Linked DNA regions of Mus musculus: regions 2 and 3 are each linked to region 1. Evidence: chromatin contacts called from public ChIA-PET data. All regions are on one chromosome and are shown on one strand. The core of a region is the stretch at or near the end of the contact, and the rest is flanking DNA. Distances in the headings are between cores, read along the strand shown. Region 1 has its middle 9.8 kb from the start of Tnip1. Region 2 overlaps Rapgef6 (Rap guanine nucleotide exchange factor (GEF) 6). Region 3 overlaps Rapgef6 (Rap guanine nucleotide exchange factor (GEF) 6).

Region 1 (4,325 bases), core at 655-3,154:
ACATCTATAGTCCTACTGAGACATTGTTGAGGTTGGAAGTGAGCTGATTCAGTAGGTGCCTTAGAGAGAGAGAGAGAGATGGAGAAGGCATCAGGTGTGTCTTGAGAAAGAAGTCTGGCTAGGGACAGAGCCACCGCTCAAATCCACATAGTATTCCCCCCTCCACCTGGAGCTGCCCTGGGGAGCTGCAAGCAAACTTTTCCAGACTCTGAACAGATGGACAGATATCCAAATCCGAGTTGATTTTGCATGCACCTGTGAACCTGCTACGTGCCAGACCTACAGTTGTGTCTGACTCACCTATGACCAAGCCAGTCTCTGTCTCTCACCTTTCTCCCCCCCAAAAGGTTTCTTGACGTTTTTAGAAACCTAGGAGTAGGGGCTAGAGAGATGGCTCAGCAGTTAAGAGCACTGACTGCTCTTCCAAAAAGTCCCGAGTTCAAATCCCAGCAAGCACGTGGTGGCTCACAACCATCCATAATGAGATCTGATGCCCTCTTCTGGTGTGTATGAAGACAGCTACAGTGTACTTACATACAATAAATAAATGAATCTTTAGAGAGAGAGAGAGAGAGAGAGAGAGAGAGAGAGAGAGAGAGAGAGAAACCTAGGAATAGCCGGGCAGTGGTGGTACACGCCTTTAATCCCAGCACTTGTAAGGCAGAGACAGGCAGATTTCTGAGTTCGAGGCCAGCCTAATCTACAGAGTGAGTATCAGGACAGCCAGGGCTACACAGAGAAACCTTGTCTCGAAAAGAAAGAAAGAAAGAAACCTAGGAATAGTATAGTAATCTATGTAGTATATGTGCATACATAGAACATAATGGGGTGGAGTTCATAAAAGAGATGATTGGTTAGGGGGCTGCTCAGCTTCAACATTCTTCTAGATTATCTAGACCTGTGGTTTGTGGGCAGTTAATAGCAATTCTCATTGCTCTCTGTCTCTGTCTCCCTCTCTCTATTCTCTCTCTCTCTCTCTCTCTCTCTCTCTCTCTCTCTCTGACAGAGTTTTTTGTATTCCAGGCTGGTTTTGAATTCTTGAATTCTCTGCATAGCCAAAATGACCTTCAACTCCTGGTCCTCCTGTCTTGACATCTTAAGTGCCGGGATTGCAAGTGTGTGAATCACCTGGCTCACCTGGTTTAGGTAGTGCTGGGATCCAGCCAAAGGCTTTATGAATGCTGAGCAAGTAGCCAGTGAACAGAGCCACACCCCCCAGCTCTGGAAGCACCCCTTTAATTGTTTATTCTGATGCAGGAGTCCCAGAAACCCGTGGTTGAAGTACCCTGATCTCCCATCTTTGTTCACTTTTTGTACTCGGGAAGTACCGTCTCAGATCAAGGTCAGAGACTGGATATATAAAGGAAAAACCAAAACTCAAAGTCATTTCGAGGAAACGGGGTATGTGTAATCCTGTCGGGATTTGAAAACTGGGATTCAGGGATGAGTTTTGCAAAGTGGTGCTTTCCAAGGAAACAGATACAAAGGGGGTGTGTTGAAAGATGTTTTCTTAAAGGAGGAGGATCCAAGAACAGATGTCGCAAGGCTGTGCTGTCAAAGGAAGTGGCTTCTTAGCCCATCAGGTCCAAGCAGAGAATCAGAGTGATTGATCTTCACCAATGTTCTCACTGGGCAGAAGGGCTGAGGCTCATGAAGGGGAAAGTGAGGACCCAGGGTGAGGCAGGGAGCTGTTGAGGAGGTAGCTGGGGCTCCTGTCCCTACTCCTTCCATTTTCTTTTCACCTGTGTAGTACTTTGATATCTTTGCCCCAGGTCCTTGGGGCACATTCCAAGGTCAAAGACTGAGACTAAATCTGTGTGCCGGGGACCTACACCTGCCAGATGTCAGGGGCTGCAGCCTGAGGGTGGCTGGGGTACATGGGAGAGGAAGGAGCAGTGCAATGAGGTGGCCTAACCTCAGAAAGGAAGCCTGGTGTCTGGGGAAATTCCCCAACGAGGTCGCATGTCTATGTAAATAACTAGCTCCCATAAGCCTGGACTTCAGAATGGGAGAGAGAGAGAGAGAGAGAGAGAGAGAGAGAGAGGAATCCTGGGAAAGTTGGAGAGGGTATAGGGCCCAGCTATCCCTAGGGGTCCAGCACCCTGCGAGGCTCTTCCGAAAGCTTCACCTCATTGTCTTTGTAGTATCTTCCCTGGGTAGAAGACTGGGGGCGGGGGGGGGGGGGGCGGGGGGGTGGTGGTGGTGAGACTCATTCAGGAAGCCTGTCCTTGCCTAAGCTAAAGTGTATCCTACTATACTTCCTTGGAGACCATGGGGAGGGTGGCCATGATGATAAGTATGACTATAGATTTGCTGCCACTGCTGACGAAGGTGACAGAGATGAGGTTCAGAGTCCGAGAAGGCTTAGCAGTTTCATTTTAGGTTTTCATCTCACTCACTGGGGAATTTTATCTTGGGAACAGCGGAGGCATGAGGCAGGTAGTGACCTTGACTCACCTTGGGCAAATCCCAGCATGTTCTATTTTATAGGCCCCGTGGGAGCTTTCAAAGACTAGTAGGCACTGTTAACCCTTCCTGGAACACTTCTGACATAGTGTCTACAATGGGAGCATCTTTCTGGTCTCTGTAAGTCTCTCACCTGAGGTCTTAAGCCTCCTTGGGAAAGGAGACCCTATCCAGGTCTTCATTCCTTTCTTGGGTTTGGGCCCACACACCACCTGGCTCCCCAGGGGGCTGGCCTGGGAGGACAGAGAGCAATCCCCAGCTATTGGGCACCGCAGGGAGCCTAAGTGTCTCTCCGTAGAACTTGCACACAATCAGGCAGATCCCCAGGACCAGGAGTTGTACATGGTTCACTAAGATGGTACAGCAAGGAAAGGGTGGATGATCGTGCCAGTGTGTGTGTGTGTGTGTGTGTGTGTGTGTGTGTGTGTATGTGTGTGTGTGTGTGTGAAACAACTTTGGAGGGCTGGGCTAGGTGTTTCCCATGTGGCCAGGGATGATGTACTTCTGGTGTGCTTGTGGGCCTAATCAATTCATTTTTTTTTTCTTTATGTGGTCAACAATGAGCTAAGCGTGCCAGTAGGTTCTGTCTTCTCATAGCCTGCGTGCTCAGAACAGCATGCATCTGACTCTGGCTCTCTTTGGTCTGTCCCTGGGCGGCATGGCTGGCAGTGACCTGGCTTTCTGTATGCCCTGTGAGGATTTGGATTTGGATATATATGAGAACGTGCGGGAATCGGAGTGTCCCTTTCCTCTTCCCCTGGGCTTTTGGTTTTCTGTTTTTTTGTTTTGTTTTTTTCCGGGCCCTCCCAGGTCAAAGTCCAGGGCTCTTTTGCTGGGTGCCAGGGAGGGGATTTTACTCTAGCTGGCAGCATCGCTGACAGATGGTGATAGCTGAGAGGAAGGGGTGGGACCATTCATGGGAGGAAATGCATGTGCTGGAAGCTCTGAGAACAGCTGGGCCTGGGGGAGGGGCCCACTGCCTGATAGTTGGGACTTGTCCTTACACAGGTTGTGGTATGACCTCTATGAGGACTCTAGCCTCATGCTCTGCCTTCAAAAGCCCCTCCTGCCCACCTCACCCACTCCCCCAAACCCTGGCCCACCTCTAGGTTCCAGGTAGAATGATTCCTGGCTTCCTGTCTCCATCCTTTCCTGAATTCATAGCAGGGTGTGTCTTTCTTCTCCTCACCCCTCCCTCTCATTTGCCTCCCACCTTCACTCCAAACCCCCACCCCCACCCCTTTTTGAGACTGGGTTTGCTGCTTCAGTTTCTTCCCATCTTACATGAGACAGAGGCTCTTGCTGAATATGGAACTCATAGATCCAGCCAGACCAGCCAACCAGCCCCAGGGATGCCCCAGTCTCCACCTCCAACCTTCACATTGCCACACCAGGCTTTTCTTTCGCTATGTCTGTCTGTCCACCTTCTGTCTGTCTGTCTGCCTGTCTTTTTTCTTTTCTTTTTTTTTTAGACAGGGTTTCTCTGTGTAGCCCTGGCTGTCCTGGAACTCACTCTGTAGAACAGGTTGGCCTCGAACTCAGAAATCTGCTTGTCTCTGCCTCCCGAGTGCTGGGATTAAAGGCATGCGCCACCATGCCCGGCTTCCTTTTTTCTTTTTTTAATGTGGGTGCCGGGGATCCAAACTCAGGTCCTCATGCTAGTGTGGCAAGCACTTGACTGACTGAAACATCTCTCCAATCCTGGACTCTGAACCCAGGTCTGCCTCCAACTTCCTGGGGATGGAACACAGGCATTTTGTGCATTCCAGGACAACATTCCAATCACTGAGCTATACTGCCAGTCTCTCTATAGTAATACTTTTTCTCCACTCAGCTCTCTGAGGGTGGGGCCCAGTGTA
Region 2 (4,325 bases), core at 1,343-3,842, 400 kb before region 1:
AGGACATAGAGATGAAATACAGACAGATGCTGAATTTCTTTAGGGTGGTAATAATGAGCTAGACCTAGAAAGTGGTGACTGTTAAAGAAATTCATGTCTATACAGAAAACCACTGAACTATGAGTAGGTTTTTTTAATATGTGAATTTTATATTAATAAAAAGAAACAGGAAATGTCATAGGTGGTTTGACTACAATGGTAACTAGAACAAGACTACAGTACTTCCGAGTACCAAGGGAACTTTTTAAACCAACAAAGAATACACATTTTAGGGCTGGAGAGATACTCAACAGTTAACAGTTGTGCTCTTGCAGAGGACCCAGGTTCGATTCCTAGCACCCACATGATAGCTCACAACCTGTTATTCCAGTTCTGTTGCATGTTTTTGATTTCTACAGGTGCAGCCATCGGGCCTACACTTGTAAAGCATATATACATGCAGACAAACTCCCATACACAAAGAATAAAATAAATCTAAAGAAAAAGAGTACTCATTTCAGAGAAATAAATATAAGAAATAGACCTATAACAGTGAGGCTTCATTTATGTCATAGAACCATGTGCAGTAAATAAAATGATAAGTATACTGCAAGTGCATATATAATATGTCCCATAAATAAGTATAATTGTGTGAATAAATAAGTATAATTGTGTGAATATTCCAGGAATATTGCAAGTTCAAGGTCAGACACAGATACAGAGCAAGAATCTGTCTTGGGAGAAAAAATAGTTTAAGGAAGAGAGATATATGGCTTTGAATATCAGGAGTAAGAGTTTAAATTTATCAAGGGTAGGGAGATGATGCTGATTAACAGTACTGGCTGCTCTTTAGAGAAGCTGAGTTCAGTTTTCAACACCCCAGTTCCAGAGGGTCCAGTGCCGCTTTCTGGCCCCTGCAGACACCAGACGTATGTAGTGCACAGACATACATGCAGAAAAAAAACCTATACACATAAAATGAATTTTTAAAATTTCAATAAGTATGGTAAACATTGGCTGTCCATTGTCATATTAGGACACCTGACAGGATGATTATCTTGGTAGCTTATCTGACTACAGTATGTGATTGGAGAACATGTCTAAAGCAACAGGATCACTGTTGATGTATTATAAGACTGAAGTGATTAAAACTCAGGTAAGGGATGGTGATGATACTGTTAAAAGAAAAGGTGGCTGGGCGGTAGTGGTGCACACCTTTAATCCCAGCACTTGGGAGGCAGAGGCAGGTGGATTTCTGAGTTTGAGGCCAGCCTGGTCTACAAAGTGAGTTTCAGGACAGCCAAGGCTACACAGAGAAACCCTGTCTCAGGGAAGAAAAAAAAAAAGAAAAGGTGTTAGGAAAGGGACATGTACAAACAATATTGACCTCCTGAGAAATGGATCTGGTCTTTGGAAGATGAGCATGGAGCTGGAAATTGATTGTTGACTGAATTGCTTAATTCATTGCCTAAAGCATATTTTGTGATAGCAGAGAGATGTGATATTAGTAGGAAAAGTAGTTGTAGAGGAAAAAAAATAATTTCTATGTTAGGTTAGTTATAAAGTATAATTTAGAACTTAACAATATACGTTTGAACAAAGATTTAAGTTTAGAGAGCTGAAGAGAATGTTCTTAGAGAGGACTCAGGTTTGGTTCCCAGCACCCACATAGAGCTTCTCACAGCTCCAGGGAATCCCATGTCCTCTTCTGGTCTCCCTAGGTACCAGCACATGTGTAGTATTGACTCACTCAGACATATACACATATGGGCATATAAGTGAAAAATAAATCTTTTTTAAAATATTGTTTTTTAAAATAACTTTTTTTTATTTGTTTGTGGGGGTTGGTTTTTTTGTTTTGTTTTTTCGAGACAGGGTTTCTCTGTATAGCCCTGGCTGTCCTGGAACTCACTTTGTAGACCAGGCTGGCCTCGAACTCAGAAATCTGCCTGCTTCTGCCTCCCAAGTGCTGGGATTAAAGGCGTGCCACCACTGCCCGGCGATATTGTTAGTTTTTATAGTAGTGATATATACTCTGTAATTGGATAGCAGTCTTACGTCAAGATTACAGGTTTTGCAATTAGATAGTCCTGCCAGCTCACCTTTAGTAAGGGTCACTCTTGTGACCTGGAAAGATACTAGTCCTTGGGGGTTTCATTTTGTTTTTTTACCTAGAGATAATGTTGTAGATTTTTTAAAAATATATATATATATACATACACACACACACACACACACACACACACACACATATATATAATATGTCTATTTTAAGTGGGCTGTATAACAGCTTCTCTGTTGTTTTTAAAGTTGCCATCCTTACTGATGTTGTTATGCATTAAGGTGGACAAAAAAAGTTTCTATCAAATAATAGAGTAATTTTGTTTTGCTTTTCAGTAGTTCACTAAAATGATAGCCATGATTGTTTGGTAAGTAAAGTAAATGCATAATAAGGCAGTTTGTAATTAGACTAACATCCAAGTCATAATTATTGAATGTGTAGGTGTAGCTAACAGCCTTCATTTCTGGTAAGAGACTTTACTTAGACGGATATGTTTATGTGCTCAAGACAGACAGTTTCCTGGAAGGAAACTGTGGTCTCTAGTTCTTTATAAAAACATTGTCTTTAATCTCTTTCAACTCAGAACATTGCCTTGTACAGACTGTTTCTTCAGGCACATTCTTGGCAGGAATAAATGAAGCTTCCTTATGAGCCTTTTAAGACTTCATAGACTGTCTGAAAGATGGAAAAACTGGATATTTAATCAGGAATCTGAACATGTATTTCAGGTAGAGAATTCCAAAGATAATGAAGACAGTATTTTACAAAGAGAAATTCCTGCCAGACAGTCTCGACGAAGGTTTCGGAAAATTAACTATAAAGGAGAACGCCAAACCATAATAGATGGAGTGGATATTAATAACTACCTTTCGGTGAGTATATGTCAGACTTTTTTATGGATCCTTGATTTTCACATAAAATGTCTTTAATTTAAGTGGTTTTTGGTCTCTACATGTAAAAGTTATGGTAAAATAAACAGTTTTTAAAAACATTACTACTTGACTGTTGGATTAACTAGAAATTTTCTTATCTGTGGGAATTTTGCTTTAGCTTTAGTTTTACTTAGAGTAATTAACCAAAATAAGTATTTGTGGTAGCTTAGTACATAAATTTGTGAATTTTCTTGCCTTTGTAGTGACTGAATTAGGATGTAAATTAAATCTGAGAACTCAGGCAGTCGACTAATGGGAAAACTTAATATGATGGAAAAAATAACAAAAGAAAGAAAACCATGGCAGTTCTCCTTGGCCTGCAGGACTGTTAGTCACTCATAAAAACAGGCACTAGTGTAGAAATGTGTATTAAAGTAAAGAAGCAAATGAAACATTGAACTTTGTTAAAGCTAGAGAAAGGAAGCTGTTGCTTTAGAAGTCTTTTTTTTTTTTTTTTTAACTCTGTTGTTGCAGATAACATCTTTTTAGACTGAGAAATGAAATAATTTGAAGAATAGGCCCATGGGCATCCCTACAGCTGTCCTCCTTTGGTCTGAGTTTTAAGTGACAGTATTAGAGAGATGGGAGAGTTGGTTGCAGAAACTGACAAGAGTCTGTTGCTTTCGTTTTCAGGAAAGAAATGCTCTCATTATATGGCAGGGTAGAAGAGGATAGTCAGGAAATTGGCTTACTAAAATAAGAATAGGATTCAAGGCAGCTTTAAAGAGTCTGTCACATTTGCCTAATTTCATTAATAGAATGTGTTCTGTTTCTGAAAATAAACATACTGGTTCCAAAATTTGCAACTAATACTGGAGCCACACAGAGAAACAGTTTCTTTTTAAATACACAGTTTATTACTGGGCAGTAGTGGCCCACACCTTTAATTCCAGCACTCCGGAGACAAAGGCAGATGGATCTCTGTGAGTTTGAGGACAGCCAGGTATACACAGAGGAAACCCTGTCTTGAGAGCCCTTTACCTGGTATATCATCTCTGTGTGTGTGTGTGTGTGTGTGTGTGTGTGTGTGTGTGTGTGTGTGTACACGTACATACATATACATTATATGTATATGAATTTCCTGTTACTAATTAAACTGTCTTTTACCTTATTATATACAATGACTATTTTAAATTTTTTAAACGTGTTGTGATTTTTAAAAGCTTATATATAGTTTAAAATCTTTGCTGCTAGATTTTCTTTTACATTTTGAATGAGTGCATAGTGCTCTATTATAACAATATGCCACAATTAACTAATTTGGAACTCAGTATTTGTTCATGTGTACTTTTTATAGACTATATCAGTGTCCTGTCATCACTTGCATACAGTATACACTGATCAATCCAACC
Region 3 (4,325 bases), core at 923-3,422, 350 kb before region 1:
ACTAAGCCTAACCTCTCTTTCAATTCATGGTACTCACATAGCAGGAGAGAAACAATTCCTACTTTTTATCCTTCAGCCTTCACACAAACATTGTAGCAACATGTTTCAGCACACACCAAAAATAAATCTCCCTCACGATTTCATATAAATGAAGAATTGTTTTTATTATTAGCACAAATTTATAACATAATATATATATATATAGAGAGAGAATTTGTTAGCTGTGTATTAAAATTCAGGCTTTGCTAGTTTTTATCATTAGAACGATTATATGTTGGACACTGTTCTAAGTATTTGGTCTTTATTAAGTTGGCCATCTCCTTTAGGAGTTCTGTATTACTTTTAAAAAAACAAAAACAATTGTTTAGGAATAAACTGAGGCCTGGGGACATTATATAACTTGGTGAAAATCACTGTGCTGCTCAGTGGCAGGGCCTGGATTTTAGGAATTTGTGCTCCTAATAGATGGCTTAGCAGTTGAGAGCCCTGGGTCTTCTTATCGGAGATAGGGAACACCTCTCAATTGTCTGTAAGTCCAGTTTTTGGGAGTATGAAGCACTTATCTGGAGACCTAGGGCACACATATTGTGCATATACATATACTCATGCACATAAAATAAATTGTCTTTAAAGTAAGAATTATTCTCTTAAACACTACAGTATTTTGCCTTAGAGAAAGTGGCCGATTATGAAATTCCTTTGGTGACTAAAAGAAGAAAGTGAAAGAAACCAGTAGTTTTGTATAGACAAGACATAGGATATTGTTGAATAATTACTGAATAATAGAGCCAGGTCTCATTTTACATGTTTTTTTTTTTATTGTTGTTCAAAGTTAACTTATAACTATCCTTTTAAAAAGATTATAACACCTTTCTTTTCCTCTATAGCTTGACTCATGGTATGTCATTTTAAATGGCACTGTAGAAATTAGTCATCCAGATGGGAAAATAGAAAATCTCTTCATGGGAAATAGTTTTGGGATTGTCCCCACGCTGGATAAGCAGCACATGCATGGAGCTGTCAGGACCAAAGTCGATGATTGTCAGGTACGCCTGCTCTGCTCGGTGCTCTCTCTCCTTAGTGATGAAAATGGCGGAGCTGCTTTTCTCTCTCTTGCTCAAAATTAAACAGCATTAGTTGAGAATTAGGATTTTCTATAGCCTGCAGTTAACAAGAGAAAGTAGATTTTATATTTTTCTCAAATTTTGTTGACTTGAGCAAAGTATAAATTTTTAAGAGAATGTTTCAAATAAATGTTGGTTTGTTTGAGCATTCAAACTCTTATTATCCAGTTCAGGCTGTTTTCAAAAAAGGAAGGAAATAGGAACTTGTGAGTTGTTTGTTTCTAACTTACTCCTGCTTCATGATTTCTTTGCATAGTGTCTGTTTGAGAGAAGTGGATGTTCACTTCTCCTTTTAGAGCAGAATTCAGAAGATTCCACTTTGGTCTCTGTGTGAATTGTTTACCTTGATTTTTGTTTAGAGTTAACAAAATTGAATGAGAAAGAGCTTATGCCGCTTGATTTCTTGCCGTTGTGCTCTGCCTTGGTGCATAGTGATGTGTTTATGTACTATAGGTTCCTTAACTGTCCCCATGTTATTCTTGGACAGTTTGTCTGCATAGCTCAACAAGACTATTGGAGAATTTTAAATCATGTGGAAAAAAATACTCACAAAGTTGAGGAAGAGGGAGAGATTGTCATGGTACATGAGCACCGTGAGCTAGACCGGAGCGGAACCAGGAAAGGACACATTGTAATCAAGGTGGGTGTTTTTACTTTTTGTTCTAGAAACTGCATTCAGATCTTTCATCTTGCTTTAAAAATAGGCTTTAGACCACTTTTATGAGTAATGTAAAATTCTTCACTAGCTTGTTGATGTCTAATTGTTTCTTACACATCTGAATGATAAGGGGTAATTATTGCCATTTAGTATCCAAATTGATATAATATTATTTTAGATTATACTGATCAAATCTTATTTTTTTACATATGTAAGACCTTGATAGTGGGTGTTAGCAAGAAGAAAGCAAGCAATTTTAGTGGGGAGACAGGAAAAGGAAATTTAAAGACTAGCCACAAACACACAGAGTCCACAGTGAAGGTGCAGAGCTCTTGTTAGCTTGAAATGAGCTGTGGCTTCTCTGAACCTTTCTTTAAATTGAAAACGGAAGAGATACAGGAAGTGAAGTTATGACTGAGTGAGGAAAATCTGGAGTTTTAGTATTATTACACTCAACACAGCAATCTCTGTATTTCCTTCTCTGTATCTCCAATATTCTTTGTCATTCCAGTCTCTATGAAGACCCCCTAGATATAAAGTAAGTCAAGTATAATTGAAACTAAAATACACGTTTCTCTTTTTAAGCTAGCCTTATTTGCAAAATATGTCATTATTAATTGGCAGATGGACAACTTAATAGCATAGAGAGGAAATACAAGTGATGCCATGTCAGTTTTTTCCTGGGAATTGAATTCTTAGAACTGTCTCTTAGTATAAGTTTTGTGTGCAGAAAAGGTGAGTATGGCTGGGTATGGTGGTTACACACCTGAATCATTCCCACACTAAGATAGAAGCAAGAGAATCCTGAGTCCAAGAGTAGCTTCAGCTGTATAAAGCAAGTTCAAGGCCATACTCAGCTATATGAAATTGTCCCCCCCACCCCCAAAAAAAGAGAAAAGAAAGGAAAACATAAATAGAATACATAGACTAATTCATATTATCATTTTGTCTTTGGCAAAGACCCCTGTATTTTAATAATTTAAAACTTATAGAAAAGTTTAAGAAATAAAGTAGGGAGATGGCTCAGTTTAGTTAGGGCTTATCAGACAAATGCAAATATAGGGACCTGAGTCTGTCAGAACTCATATAAAAAAAAAATCTGGGCACATTGATGTGTGCCTGTAATTGGAGCAGTGGGGAAGCAGAGGTGACCAGCCAGCCAGCTGAATTCATGAGTTAGGGGTTTGGGCTGAGACTCTGTCTTAAAACATAGTGGAGAATATTTGAGTAAGATATCCAAAATTGACCTTTGGCCCACACATACCCATGTACACATGAACAATAAGAAGTTTCAAGAATAATACAGACAGCTCTAAGTTGCATCGGCCCCTTTTACATCAGTCTTCTTTTGAATTGTTTGAGATAGTTTACAAATACAATGTCTCACCATTCCTAAAGCAAAAGTTTTCTTACATAAACACCATAGAGTTCTCCAATAATGGAAGGACACATTGTTAAGATAATACAGTCAATTTGAGGTCCCTAGTAAATTCTCACTAGTGGTTCCAGTAATTTATTTCTTGTCTGGATTCTCATCTAAGAACGTAGTTGTATTTCATTGTTGTGCCACTTTGGACCACTCCAGTTGCCTGATCTTCTTTTGTTATTCATATCCCCAGCAGACTTAAAGAATCTTATATCCTGTCACATTTACCCATGGCCAAACTACACTCATGTTTTCCATAAAGGAATATCACTATGATTAACACTGCTCTGTGTGTTTGGTGCAGTGTTGACACTTTCCTCTAGGGAAGCTAATATGATGACCTACGTCCATATGCGAGGATCTTTTTTTCTGTGACGTCACCATTTATGACACTTCATAATTGATGAGTATCTGATGAAGAGATGTTCTGAGATGACTCAGCATACTGCCTCTAGTTTGTGGATAGTAACAACTAAGTCCCACCTGTTTTTTATTATTATTTTATTTTTTATTATTCCTGTTGAAAACACTGTTTTACTAATCCTATACTTTCTCTGTCATTCTTTATGTTTGATATGGCCTTGGTGTCGCACTCCCTTGCCATCAGTATTATCCAGATGCTATACAGGTTGACTCATTTGTATTCTTCTGAAATGCCCTCATCATTCTTTGACAATCAGTAAGGATTATCATGAACTTCTTTTTTGTTCCTACTCTGGAATCAGCCATTTCTCCAGAAAGTTCTTGATCTTTCCAGTAGAGAATAGCATTTATAAACCAGGATCTGGAAATTTACTATATTGTATATTTGTGGCCCCTCATGAGTCAGAGCTAGAAAAACAGGTATTTATGTTATCAATGTACTTCTACAGCTGTCTCTGTTTGCATTCTGCAACCATGAGATTATATGCTATTTAACAGGTCTAAAACTATGCTACAGGCTTAGTCTAATGTTTTATTTACATATGTATTTATTTTCTTGCTTATTTGCTGATTTTAACCAGTCTCTACCTTGCTAGAATAACAGTGCCAGCCATGTCTTATGCCTTTCTCCAAGTGAAAAGCATCCAGAGTGTGATTCTCTCCAAGTGTCAAACTTCTTGGTTGTTAGGGTAGA

The links. ChIA-PET counts read pairs in DNA pulled down with a chosen protein or histone mark.
Region 2: a contact with region 1 is called in an RNA polymerase II ChIA-PET map of memory CD8 T cells, with 2.6 times the contacts expected there. The contact joins two enhancer-like sites. A contact is called at or near these places in 1 of 15 datasets of contacts at CTCF or cohesin (pro-B cells), 1 of 115 datasets of contacts at active chromatin or transcription factors (memory CD8 T cells) and 1 of 9 other capture datasets (liver).
Region 3: an RNA polymerase II ChIA-PET map of effector CD8 T cells shows a contact between it and region 1, with 7 read pairs. The contact joins two enhancer-like sites. A contact is called at or near these places in 1 of 484 Hi-C or Micro-C datasets (CD4 T cells), 2 of 115 datasets of contacts at active chromatin or transcription factors (effector CD8 T cells and memory CD8 T cells) and 1 of 9 other capture datasets (liver).

The regions. Positions count from the first base shown.
Region 1 is chr11:54,970,622-54,974,946 of GRCm38.p6, forward strand. No RefSeq gene overlaps it. Among named protein-coding and RNA genes, the nearest start is that of Tnip1, 9.8 kb to the left of the region's middle. Within about 2 kb of position 1,905, at least 131 of the 459 cell types and tissues checked have an H3K27ac peak or open chromatin away from gene starts, as enhancers often do. A contact at or near this core is called in effector CD8 T cells and memory CD8 T cells, where this site is marked.
Region 2 is chr11:54,565,584-54,569,908 of GRCm38.p6, forward strand. It overlaps Rapgef6 (Rap guanine nucleotide exchange factor (GEF) 6), which reads left to right. Exons shown (of 29, transcript NM_001252494.1): 6 at 2,770-2,913. Among named protein-coding and RNA genes, the nearest start is that of Rapgef6, 45 kb to the left of the region's middle. Within about 2 kb of position 2,593, at least 26 of the 459 cell types and tissues checked have an H3K27ac peak or open chromatin away from gene starts, as enhancers often do. A contact at or near this core is called in memory CD8 T cells, where this site is marked.
Region 3 is chr11:54,624,974-54,629,298 of GRCm38.p6, forward strand. It overlaps Rapgef6 (Rap guanine nucleotide exchange factor (GEF) 6), which reads left to right. Exons shown (of 29, transcript NM_001252494.1): 10 at 888-1,046; 11 at 1,612-1,764. Among named protein-coding and RNA genes, the nearest start is that of Rapgef6, 100 kb to the left of the region's middle. Within about 2 kb of position 2,173, at least 34 of the 459 cell types and tissues checked have an H3K27ac peak or open chromatin away from gene starts, as enhancers often do. A contact at or near this core is called in effector CD8 T cells and memory CD8 T cells, where this site is marked.